4 separate regions of the Zea mays genome follow, and all the other regions are linked to region 3. A link is a contact called in public Hi-C data. All regions are on one chromosome and are shown on one strand. Each heading gives the region's core, a stretch centred on a gene start, on an enhancer-like site or on the middle of the called end of the contact. The rest is flanking DNA. Distances are from core to core; before and after follow the strand shown.

Region 1 (3,028 bases), core at 213-2,712, 220 kb after region 3:
TAAATTTAGCTAATATTAAAAGAAAATTGTATCCAATAGACTCTGTAAACGACTCTTCAAATTTAGTGACTCTCTATTTCTCCATCTTCGCTCTCCAATTTTGGATAGCCTGCTTCACTCTCTATTCAGTCCGTAGGTTTACCGAGTCTATTGGATTAGCCTACACTTTTTCTCTAAAATCTATTTTAGAGAGTAGCTAAATCGGTAAATTTGGTTAGTCTTTTTAGCTAATCACTTGGAGTTGCTCTAAGACAGTAGAGAGACGAAAAAAAACCCGAAGGAACAGCCTCTCACCTTGTCGGTAAGGATCCCACAGAGCAAAGCATTGGAGTCGGTCAGTAACACGGCATCTACCCTGCGTGATGCCATCCTCCGACAAGCCTCGTGCACGGTCGTGTGATCCGGTATCGTCAGTGCCTTGGACAACCTCAGCCTTTTCACGGTCCTCTCGCCAGTCAGCGGCCTGAAAAGAATCCCAAGAGGTAGCCTTTTTTCAGCTGTGAGGTCGGGAGCAGATTTTCCATTTGATAGAGCAGGGATTGGTTGACCGATCACGGCTTGACAGCAACCAACGCCATGTTGGAGCCAAGCTTGCTTGTGTTAGTGAAACGTGTGTGGTTTACGTTACACGCAAAATTCCACAGGTAGAGTCATGCGTATGTGGTACAACATGGTCGTAAGAGCCGAATGGGATTCAGCACTTTCTGTTGTAACTGAAAAATGAACCGTACTTTTTATCGTTAATCCTCGGATTCCACAAATCAGGATCGAATCTAGGCTAAGGAAGATCCTGGCTGCAAACGGAGGGAAGACACACGGGACGGGAGCTACTCCAGGCAGTCACGGCAGGCAACGCTCGCTTTGTCTTGAACCGAAGACACCGCACCAGAGAGGCGCTAGGTACGGAGCACGGTCTACGCATAACAAGAGCAGAGCAGCAGCGAACAATGAGCAAGGCGGGTGCACGGATCACGTACGTGGAGTGGCCGCGGGAGAGGGAGGCGGAGGACCGCCTGGAGGGCGGCGGGGCGTCATGGCCGTGCCCGTTCTCGGCGGGCGGGACCCTCCTCCTGAATCCGGAGGAGGAGGGGACGCTCCTCCGACCGGCACCCGCGCCGCCGTCCATCTCCCGGCTCGCGCCGCCCGCCGGCGGAAGCGAGGGCCTCCGATCGGCGACGGCGCTGATCCGCGGCGGAGAGCGGAGAGCGGGGGGCACTCTATTTCTCTCGCTCCCGCGAATCGGGAGCGCTCCCGATAGGTTGGGGACGGGGGGCAGGCGGAGACCGGAGACGGGAGCGAAGGTCGCGGCGCGCGGCTGAGTATTCTGGGCTGGGCCAATGGGATTTTTCTCCAAAAATTCCTTTTCCCCGAACTGGTGGCGGAGGAGGTGAAAGTGAAATTAGAAGGGGAAAAAAGGTGAGTGGATCGGATCAATTTGGGGTTCGGGGTTCCCGTCCATTCCGTTTGGATACGCACAAAGCACAGCGAAATTTCTGGTTGGATTGGATGCCCGTGCGTTTGCGTGCGGCATTGGACAGCGTGGGGTTCGCGCATGTCGTGCGTTTGCGTGCGGCGTAGGATCGGATCGTGTCAGATTCGACTCATGTCAAAATCAGGTCGTGTGCTGCTTGGTAGTGCTCACGTCTAATCCGTGTCAAGTGTCAGATCCAATTGGGTTGGGTTTTTAGAGTTAGGTTGGATATTAGATAAAAAATATTGTCCGTTCTTGACATGTAGATTATTGCAGATAAAAAACTATAGTATTTAACTAATCGTTGTATTTGTTAGGTCAGATTTTTTTCCGGATAGATCAGATCGGATGGTTAATGATTAGATCTAGTATGAGGGAAAGGGTTGTAACGGAGGGAGTCAGATAATGTTGTAACGTGAGGCTCGATCGTCGAGTACATCATTTTGCTCATTCGCTCGAGAACTACTCCTTCATGTTCAATATCCTTTATACCCAGTTTGGATGTAGATATTGGAGCATTGAATTAGAAATAGGAATTATCATTCTATAATTCTATTGTTTGGTTGCACATGAAATTAAAATTTGGAATTAGAGACTGAAAGGGAAAATGTGCCCTTGGGCCATTTCTAAGTATTTTGGTGATTGGGTGTCAACACAAGTGCTTAAATGTGAATCAATGCCCATGGATGAACAAAGTGAAAATCTAGAGCAAAGGTATGTTTCTAAGTCTTAGTACATTGGTTTTGTGTACTAATATATTTGTCTAAGTGTTAGAAACAGAAAGAAGAAGAGAAGAGAAGACTTGGCTGTGTACAGCCAAGAGGCTGTTTCGGTCTGGGGCACCGGACTGTCCGGTGGTGCACCGGACAGTGTCCGGTGCGCCAGGCTGCCCCGGTCGAAGAGGCCGCTCTCGGGAATTCGCCGACGGCGTACGGCTAAAATTCACCGGACTGTCCGGTGTACACCGGACTGTCCGGTGAGCCAACGGTCGGCCAGGACCAACGGTCGGCCGCGCGATCAGCGCAGGACACGTGGCCGAGCCAACGGTCGGAAGGGGGCACCGGACTGTCCGGTGTGCACCGGACATGTCCGGTGCGCCAACGGCTCCCGCATCTGCAACGGTCGTCTTCGCCACTTAAGGAAAGGAATCGGGCACCGGACACTGTCCGATGTGCACCGGACTGTCCGGTGCGCCCGATGACAGAAGGCAAAGATGGCCTTCCAGATTTGCTCTCAACGGCTCCTAGCTGCCTTGGGGCTATAAAAGGGACTCCTAGGCGCATGGAGGAGACATCCAAGCAACTCTTGAGCATTCTTGATCATCCACACTCAGTCTTTGCGCATCCATTTGTGATTCTAAGTGATTCGAGCTCTGTTCTTGTGAGAAACTGTAAGATAGTCTTTGAGCTCGAATCTTGGCCGTGTGTGTGCGCGTTTCGCTGTGGATTTGTGTGTGTTGCTCCCCTCCCTTACTCCGTGCTTCTGTGTGAATCTTAAGTGTAAGGGCGAGAGACTCCAATTTGTGGAGATTCCTCGCAAGTGGGATAAAGATAAGCA
Region 2 (3,073 bases), core at 443-2,942, 130 kb after region 3:
TGTTCGCATAGTTAAGAAGGGTAGGTAAAAGACAATTAAAATTTATTTTTAGTGCTATATGAATATACATCGATGGGATCAACGTCACGTACACCGCCATGCATGATATATTTGCTTAATTGCTTGCATCCGTACTGCACTGCACCTCTGGAGCTTGCAGACGTACGATTCAACGACAGAACACTGACGAGTGACAGACTAGACGTTTGGTTCGTGGGTAACCGTGTAACATTGTACACGTTTGTATCATTGGAATTTAATTTCAGTCTAATAATAATAATTTAGACATATATTAATTAAGCTAATTCGATATTATGTAAAATATATTTGTATACTATTATTAGTAAGATATCGGAGATATTTATGTGCTACATTTTTACTGTAGAAAAGTGAGATAGAGAGTGTCATGTAAGTTACAGAGTAGAAATAAATTGTACTAATACATAAAATCATTTCCCATCCTTCACACTATTATTACTTTATCAAGTGAATTTCAATTCCTCGAAAATAAAAATATCCAAACACTCCGTAAGGTTATTTGTCAGAATTGACAAAAAAATTAAGTAAAATATGGTAAATTAGTGAGCAAACCAAACAAACAGTTGCAGCCGCGGCCGCTTCGTGTATGATGTATCTAGTTATCTACGCACCGGTTCACCTTTTGAATTCAAAACCGTGCATAGATAGATATAGGCGTTCTGTAGATGCTGAACATATACTTATCTGCATCGATGGGTGCTGTGCATGCACGGATACTACCCGATTGACCCTAACCTTCACTGGCAAGTGGCAACCGCGTTCTCGGCTACGTACAGCCCCCGGTCACATGCATGGCATGCATGTTGCTTGCTGGGAAGCTAGCATGCAGGTACGCCCGCGCATTGCAGCGTGCGTGCCTGTGCTCGTAACGCCATGCCTGCGTTACGTACGTACGGGCATGCAGGGGCAGGGCTGCTGGGTGCTGGCCCCTGGTATCTATCCTTGCTTGCCTCGGTCTCCGGGCTAGCTCTGGCTGGCCGGTTCTTTGCGTAGTACGTACTGTACGGCTGCCTGCTGCGGCAGCTAGCATCCTCCCCACCTGGTGTGTTGGCGCAGTACGTAGTACGTACGTGGTGGCAAGTGGCAACCAACAGCAGCAGTAAATGCGAGCTGAACCTTGCGTAGCTAGGAGCGAGGAACAGGGCTTGCATTGCTCTTGGTGCCTTTTGGTGGTGGGTTCTTCTACTTCAGCCTGCAGCTTGTCTTCTTGTTCTTCTTCATCATCGTGCAGTCAACCTGCATGCATCTTTATATCGTCTTTCAAATGCAACAACAAAGTCATGCACACGCATCGATCACCATCTGTTGGATCATACTGTACATCTCGATACATCGGCCGCCGGCCGGAGCACGCATGCAGGCAGTGGATGGAGCGCATGAACGCAGATATGCAGATTGACTGTATGCAGATAAATGTTGGTTGGATGCACCGTCTTAACCTAGATCACTGTATGCATGCGTTGACTTTTTATATATATAAGCGTGTGTTTGTTTGTGTGCACACCGGAGACGTAGGCAATGCAAACTAATCCATTTTAAGATCATTTCTCTGCATGCGTCCATGCACCCAAACCAGCCGTATCCCACTGGGCACTGGCCATGCTCGCGCAGGCCTGCCCCAGGCACCCACGCGAACCAAACGTAGTACAACTGCGCCGAATCGAAGTACATATGCAGCGTGATCTATTCTGCAGTCGTACTGAACAGTTCTCTGGACCAATAATGTATCATGAAATCCATCGATTAACTGCGTGCCAGCTGGGATCGATCGGGGTCGGCCGTACTACTGATCAATGAACTGCGGCAGCTTGCAGCAGCTAGCAAACAAATACAGCAAGCTTGACTTCGCTTGGTCCTGCTTGGCTCCTCTTTGTTGCGCCATCATTCCATTGCATTGCATTGCGTTGCGTTGCGTTGCGTTGGATCCAAATCCAGTCAGTCCATCGAGGCGCCCATCCATACCGCGTCTGCGTGCGTGCGCACATGATCCTCGTTGTGTTGCCCACATGGAAAAGCCAGAACCTGCAGAAGCTAATTAACGTGCATGGTCGCTCCTATATATGCTTGGTCGGTTACGTACGTACTTGTCACACGCCAGGCAACAATCTACAGCAGTAGTCACTCGCGTGCGTTTATTTTGTTTGGACCTGTTTAATCTAATATATATATCCGGCTGCATATGTAGACACACACGCAAAACCCGCCGGTACCTTTTGACAATGTAGACACACTGAGTAAGTAAATACTATATAATATTGTGGAAAAAATAAACAAAACTCGATCCAAAGTACCATGCATGTCAAGAAATGATGTGTTTCTTGCTTTGGTGGGCTAGCTGCCCTGCCCCGCCGCCACTCATGACAGTGGACGTACACACACACAAGCTAATATAGACTAGAATAATTAAGTACTTCCCGGCCTCCCATGCACAACCCTGATGCCATCTCCTGTAACTTCCACACCACTACTACTACTACTAATCTTTTGGACGACATCACATCATGCCATCAAAGTATGCCTATATCATAACACCGTACCCTTTTTTCCTGGGTGGGTGGATCGATACATAGAATAAGGAAGGAAGGAAAAAAACATGCATGCATGCCAATGCTTTTGTAGGCCATAATAATAATGCAAGGTTTAGCTACTTTATCTATGGCACGTTAGGTAATGGGAACGAACATTTTAAAAAAAAAAGTTCTTAATTCTATTGCAGTAGTGGCGGAGCAACGCAACGCAAGTAATCCATAGCCACGTGGCATAGTTTCGACTAGACTACCGCGCGCCTGCTTTAATGGAGTAAAGCTTTACATCTCTATCACCACCTTGGACATTACGACACGCGTACGTACTACGCACGCACGCGCTTAATCCAACCGGCTCCTAGCTATATGACGTGTGCCTCAGATATGCTTGCTAGCCCCCGCCCCAGTGCGCATAGCATGCACTTTATCCTTTTTTTTTCTTTTTCTTAAAATCCAAGCACACCATCTCCATCGAGACAGCACAAAACAAGAGGCTACTAGAAACCAGC
Region 3 (3,460 bases), core at 680-3,179:
TCGCCTTCATGATCGACAATGTAAAATCATGAGCTACACATAACTACTTCCACATTGGAATTTTTCTTTGCTACACTTAAATGAATATTGTTTTCAGACTGAAATTCAGATGCTATAACATTATGTTATCCTTAGACTATTGTGTTATCATTAAACTATATGCTATAACATTTAAAATATTTACCTCCTTGGCACTCATGAATATTCGGAACTGGAACTCAATCTATTGCATAGAGGGAGGTTACATATATAAAGACTCACAAGAAACCCTAACCCTAATGGGCTGACAGCCCAACAGTGGTGTCGGCCCACACCCACACACAGAGAACACACACAGTCTAACAATGAACATAAATATATATTTTAAATAACTACACTACATCCAATAGTATTCAAAATACAAGTGCCTACCTCACTTTCAGTTGAAGTTTCCTCATTCTTATACGATATTGAGTCATTTTTGTCAGCCGCTGTTTGATCTTGTGCACAAGTAGCTTAGGCCAAAATTCCTTAATGACAAAAAAGCCAAAAAAAATTAGACCAAATACTCTAAATTTTAAGGAGAAACAGTATACGTTAGCTAGAGATGCATACAAGATGTTTGTTTATGACTTCCATTGCTTTCTCATAATTCTTCGGCAGTTTGACTCTCTCCCATAATTTGTTTGGCAGATGAGCTCTTTCGGCGGTTTTCATATACAGATAGAAAATACCTGCATAACCGATTGAGGAAGAAAAAAACATGAGAGCATCAGAAAAAGATTTTTGTAAGCATAGGCTCCCTTCAAGGTTAATAGTTCATAGCACAAAAAATGGTGCAAGGAACTGGCAGTTCTGCTACCACAAGATTAAAATATGCACCAAATGGACCAAAAAAATGTTGCGACTCCTCATGGTTTGCGTGCCATTTAATCCAAATAGCACCACATCCCACCATAATTTGTTCTCGCAGAAAGAAAAGACAAGCTTACAGGCTTACAGTTACAAAGCAGTACTCTAGTATTCTTAACTCCACAAAGCAGTATTCTTAATTGTGATTAATCACAACGAAGTCACACTAACTAATTACATCAGAAATACCAGTCACCTCCAGAAAAATAACTACAAAACTAACTTAGAAAACTAACTTAATATTATCTTTTTTTCAATCTAGTGATAGAAGGGAAAGTGCAGCATCCGAATTTGATTGATTTGCTAAAACTAAAGAGGCTTTGGATTTGACTCGTTTGCAAGTTGTCATGCCATATATGTGATGACATACTGAGTTTAGTGCTTGGGTGGCATTGGAAGCAAGAGGGACTAGGAAACATGTTTTGCAGCTGCCTAAAATGGTGGCACTGCCATCCATGTACACCATTATTAATCAATTAACACAAAAAGGATTGCTGGTGATCACCTTCATGATCCCGGATGGTGGCATAGCGGCTGTTGGCAAGCGGGCAGGAGCTCCGGTTGCAGATGCCCGTCGCGTTGTAGGGGTTGCGACAGAAGATCCCCGTTGTGATCCTGCACAGCCCAACCCAAACCACGGGGCAGCCGCCAGATGAGATTAATCATTGGAAACAGCCACGCAAGAAACCAAACCGAAACCGAGGTGAGAGCAGAGACGGGAAAAAGAAGGCTACTTGGACATGAAGCTGCAGTGGTTGTGGCGGATGCAGTGCCATACCACGTCGTCACTCATTTTGGACTCCGCCGCTCAGGGCCGGCTCCTCCCCTGCTTAATTACCGCGCCGTAACCGGACTCGTCGGAGCGCACGAGTCTCCCAGCCGCCTCTGATCACCCCGCGAGGCCTGAGAGAGGGAGCGCGGCGGGGAGTCCGCGTCGTCGACAGCGAAGAAGAAGGGAGCCGGCAGACGGGGAGGAGAGGAGCGGGGTATAGTAGGGTTTGGGAATGCGGCGCGCGGGCGGGCAGTGGCTTCATTGGCGAGTTGCTGCTGGCTGATGCAACTTGCAAGCCGACCGATGAGATATGGACGTACATGATGGAATCCAGGTCGTTTCTGGTGTGTGCCCTGGAAAGGATAGGTGGGCCTGCGGCTAGTTAGCGCATGCAGCCCAATACAGTAGGTTTGCATTTTGCCTATCAGAAAGCCCAGTCCACCATGTGGGCCCGAGTCCAATCAATTTCTCGCTTGCTTCTCGTCATCAACAAATAAATATATCTATTTATTGAATTATGCAGTATTTGTCGTAGCTCCGTATCAGAACCGATCAAACAAAATTTCAGAGTTAAAAACTCCATAAAGTTTTTGAAGCTGCATTACAAGTTTTTGGTCTACCTCGTTCATTGCTTTGAGATTTTTAAAAAACAACCTAGACATAGAATCCAAAAGGTATTTACTCACCACTCCTACTACTTATGCGAAAGCAACCTATACTTCTGAACAAAGTTGTTTTAACCTCGTGTTTTGGAGCATAGCTGCTTTCGGTAGAGCAGATTCATGCCAAAAAAACTATCTATATATATATATATATATATATATATATATATATATATATATATATATATATATATAGCATCTCGCTCTAATCGACCGTCACATCATTTATTGATCTTACTACCAACCGTGTCATCGATCATGGTCATCCCTTATCTACCACAGCGCTCCAATATATAGCCTACAGTCACCACGGGCCGATTCAACTTTACTTTTACAGACTTTTAGTTGACATGAACCATGAGACGTGCATGTGATAGTCGCCTAGAGGGGGGTTAATAGGGCGAAACTGAAATTTACAAATATAAACACGACTACAAGCCGGGTTAGCGTTAGAAATATAATCGAGTCCGAGAGAGGGCGTGAAAACAAATCGCAAGCAAATAATGAAGTGAGACACGCGGATTTGTTTTACCGAGGTTCGGTTCTCTCAAACCTACTCCCCGTTGAGGAGGCCACAAAGGCCGGGTCTTTTTCAACCCTTTCCCTCTCTCAAACGGTCTCTCGGACCGAGTGAGCTTTCTCTTCTCAAATCAACCGGGAGCAAAACCTCCCCGCAAGGACCACCACACAATTGGTGTCTCTTGTCTTGGTTACAAGTGAGTATTGAACACAAGAAAGAATGAAAGAGAGAAAGCAATCCAAGGGCAAGAGCTCAAATGAACACGGCAAATCACTCTCACTAGTCACTAGGGCTTTGTGTGGAATTGGAGAGGATTTGATCACTTTGAGTGTGTCTAGAATTGAATGCCTAGCTCTTGTAAGTGGTTGAGAAGTGGAAAACTTGGATGCAATGAATGGTGGGGTGGTTGGGGTATTTATAGCCCCAACCACCAAACTTGACCGTTGGTGGAGCTGTCTGTTCGATGGCGCACCGGACAGTCCGGTGCACACCGGACATGTCCGGTGCGACAGCCACGTCACCAAATGGCCGTTGGATCGACCGTTGGAGTTCTGACTTCTGGACCCGCCTTGATGTCCGGTGGCGCACCGGACATGCACTGTAGAGTGTCCGGTG
Region 4 (3,385 bases), core at 674-3,173, 170 kb after region 3:
CAGACTCTACAAAGTTATTTCTTTTGGAGAACCCTAAAAGTACTGCCAAAAGCAATTCACATATATTCAGGGAATTTAACTTGAATGTAATTATGAAGCCACTTCGAGCAAGCATGCTTCAGGTTTCGCTACACAGAGCATTGGGTGGGATAGATAAACTGCACTGCAGGAATGGAGTACTTGGCAATTCAACACTGGGCAGCCTTCTTCACAAGAAACGAATCTTAGTGGTTGACGACAATATTGTAAATCTCAAGGTTGCTGCAGGCGCTCTGAAGAAATATGGCGCAGAAGTAACTTGTGCTGATAGCGGGAAGAAAGCAATCACGCAACTGAAACCTCCTCACAGTTTTGATGCTTGTTTCATGGACATACAGATGCCTGAAATGGATGGGTGAGTTTTATCTTTGTATATTCATCATCTCACTATACTTTAGACACTATCTGTACCTATATCCAGTTGATAAACAATACTTGCTCTTGTCACCGATTTACATTTTCTTGTTCTCTTGTGTCATGCATTTGGTACCTTGCAGATTTGAAGCCACAAAAAGGATTAGAGTGATGGAAAGAGATCTAAATGAGCAAATAGAACGTGGAGAAGCCCCACCGGAATGCGCAGGGCTCCGGCAGTGGCGAACTCCAATATTAGCCATGACAGCAGATGTTATCCAGGCGACGCACGAACAGTGCTTAAAATCTGAAATGGACGGTTATGTATCCAAGCCATTCGAGGGCGAGCAATTGTACAGAGAAGTAGCTCGCTTTTTCCAAAATCAAGACCAAGTTCAGTAGGTAGGCTTATATGGAGGAGTGTAAAGTAGTGGAGGATATCGCCAACGGTTCACCCGTCGAGGCCGAAAGAATTTTGTCAAAGATCTCATCTTCTTGAAAGTAAGTTCTCGGCTTCTCTATTTTCGTGGGAGTTCATTTTTCCCTAGTTTCGTTTTTTTCCCTGCTGTAAAATATCTGGTTGTTGTTATGCACAGAGTAAATGAGTAGCAACAATTGTGGGTCAATTCTTTCAAATGGTCAATATCATTTAAGTTTTACATCACTGTCGATTCACATTGCTATACAGGTGGGCATCAATTCGCAAAGTTAGAGGGCCCCTATTAAAACACTAGAAATGCTGGGATGTGGCCGCCAGTTAGGTAAACTTACTCCGAATATCACTGTTTAATAGACATGTCAAGGCTTATATTAAGCAAAAACAATTCTTAACCGATTTAAGAATCAAAACGGCGCTGCTTAACAACTATCAAGATCTAAAAAGCTTACTGTTATCTTGGCACCGCCTTATTTTTTTGTTGAAGTTATCGGTATGAGTTCTGAAGAACTGTGACACTTTCTTGTAGCAAGCTCATTAATCATTATTTCAAGTTCATGGAACCCCCCTCAGGTCTAATTCCATGATTCTTCTCATTCTTTCAGGTGGAAACGATTTAGGCTGGAGATGGAACCACCCATGTTCGGATGCTTGGTACATCTGACCAATCTGCAAAGCTAAATGCGCAATGTCTTGAAATCAACATGCACGTGCAGCTATTCATTCGACGATTTGCTGAGGTCAAGGCGTGTGAAAAAAAATCAGCTGCATTCACTAACTGCAGGTGCCCTCTGCCACTATATAATATATAAGACTAGGGGGAGAAGTTTTCCTTCCCCCGGAAGGCACGGCTGTACATATTATATTAGGGATTGGTTGGTTGTTTGTGCAGGCATTTTTGTATGCATCATATTCGGCCTGTATGGGTCGAAGCTGTAAAGTGTAAATGACACATTCAAAGATGGAAGTTTTGTTTGACAAAAAAAAAAAACATCAGTCGCCATCAGCTTGTCGTCCTGAGTTCCTCTCCTGCTATTGGCTCTCTCGACCAGCCAATTGGCATACTGAGAACTCCCTGTTGGTGTGGCTTTATCTCATGTCTTCTGCCTGATGTCACGGAGCTTGTTTAAGGTGTGTGGCCTGGAGCATGTTACGACGGTACCTAACTGCCGGCATATGTTAATCGCCGCAAATGGTCCAAAGTGTGATGACACTTGATTGCTGCTGTTTAAACTAATGCCAGTGGTTACAATTACAAACGCCTAATCCTCTGTTTTTGCTCAGTGGAGCCTGCTGCCAGCAGTCGCTTTGTGTTTGTCCGGTTCAGTGCTTACACTGGTCGCTCGCACCCTGCCTGATTGTTTATTCTGTTGGCAGTTGCTTGAGCCATCTGAACTCTGATCACGAGACTACGAGAGAAGTTTAATGCTACGACGCTTCTTTGATCGCTGCTCCATTGGAAAGCTGACGCCAAAGGCACGAAACAACTGGCGTTGAACTGTTGGAACGTCACTGTCTTGGAGAAAAAAATGGAGGATTGCACCGGACATATTAACTGGTAGAATTGATCATCAATCATCATCATCTCCCCATGCATGCGTTAAAGATGGAGTATTTCTCATTGGTGAAATGGTAACTGAGATTCCTTACAAGATTCACTGTGCTACAAATAACAATAGCTAACCCCTATTCACTACCATGTACAACAAGGTTACTACAAACCCACTGCGTGAAGGTAGTACATACGGCAGATATATCGAATACAGTGTTGCTCAGGCCACATCTACTTTGCTTCTAGGCTCTTGGAACCTTCTGCATGTACCAAATCATTACCTTTATCAACTTTCAGCCAAAACTCAGCGATTGCATGTGACGTTGTTATGTACACTCAGACAGCGTTCAGCATGAACTGTGAAAGTGACATAGTCCTTTAGTGAATTTTAGTGAACTGAGTGACAAAACAAGGTCTAATAAATTCGCTAAGTGTTGAATAAGAAGTGAAGCATATTTGATACGAACGTGTTTATAGATTCATCCGCTTGCTCATAAAGAGGACAAACAATTGGATGGGACAACCCTCTTTTGGCCAATCGTCTGTTGTCCAAACTCTGTTTTTAAGCGTCGGCCACATAAAGAATCTGCATGTCAAAGTAGCCCAGGTCTTCTAGATCCTCTTCCAGGTTTGGTTGTGCTGTGCATATGTGTTTGCGAGCGCAGATACTTCATGGACAGCCACTAAACATCTCTAAGCATATCTCCACGTTCGTTTGAGTTCAAATTTTTAGCTGTGGCTGCTGTAAGCTCTCTATGTTGCCCAATAGTTTCGCAACATCGGACAGAAGCGCCACAACGCGACAGTTTCATGAAATTGCGTGGACGACAAAAGTATCACGGTTTACTGATCCCCTACAAGTTTTTATTTGCTGTTGATTTTCATAAGCGTCCGTCTATTCACTTTGGTTTCTGGACGACGCCAAAGTCCTTCGAGCTGGTACTATAGATCACAGAAGAAAATTTCAGTTTTTTCTCGGGATCCACTGTCCATCCGTTCAGTCA

The links. A called contact is a pair of places that touch in the nucleus more often than the background predicts.
Region 1: a contact with region 3 is called in a Hi-C map of ear, with 3 times the contacts expected there. The contact joins the promoter of LOC100273720 here to the promoter of LOC100283525 in region 3. A contact is called at or near these places in 2 of 25 Hi-C or Micro-C datasets (ear and tassel).
Region 2: a contact with region 3 is called in a Hi-C map of ear, with 2.3 times the contacts expected there. The contact joins the enhancer-like site here to the promoter of LOC100283525 in region 3. A contact is called at or near these places in 3 of 25 Hi-C or Micro-C datasets (ear, leaf and tassel).
Region 4: a contact with region 3 is called in a Hi-C map of ear, with 2.4 times the contacts expected there. The contact joins the enhancer-like site here to the promoter of LOC100283525 in region 3. A contact is called at or near these places in 3 of 25 Hi-C or Micro-C datasets (ear, leaf and tassel) and 1 of 3 datasets of contacts at active chromatin or transcription factors (seedling).

What each region holds. Positions count from the first base shown.
Region 1 is chr8:167,740,201-167,743,228 of Zm-B73-REFERENCE-NAM-5.0, forward strand. It overlaps LOC100273720 (CBS domain-containing protein CBSCBSPB1), which reads right to left and starts at 1,463. Exons shown (of 14, transcript NM_001360302.1): 1 at 978-1,463; 2 at 295-463. The coding sequence starts at 1,126.
Region 2 is chr8:167,654,044-167,657,116 of Zm-B73-REFERENCE-NAM-5.0, forward strand. No RefSeq gene overlaps it. Among protein-coding and RNA genes, the nearest start is that of LOC100273720, 86 kb to the right of the region's middle. Within about 2 kb of position 1,693, at least 19 of the 20 cell types and tissues checked have an H3K27ac peak or open chromatin away from gene starts, as enhancers often do. A contact at or near this core is called in ear, leaf and tassel, where this site is marked.
Region 3 is chr8:167,521,256-167,524,715 of Zm-B73-REFERENCE-NAM-5.0, forward strand. LOC100283525 reads right to left here and starts at 1,930. Exons shown (of 9, transcript NM_001369713.1): 1 at 1,626-1,930; 2 at 1,397-1,506; 3 at 595-713; 4 at 412-509. The coding sequence starts at 1,684.
Region 4 is chr8:167,691,143-167,694,527 of Zm-B73-REFERENCE-NAM-5.0, forward strand. It overlaps LOC100274238. Among protein-coding and RNA genes, the nearest start is that of LOC100273720, 49 kb to the right of the region's middle. Within about 2 kb of position 1,924, at least 5 of the 20 cell types and tissues checked have an H3K27ac peak or open chromatin away from gene starts, as enhancers often do. A contact at or near this core is called in ear, where this site is marked.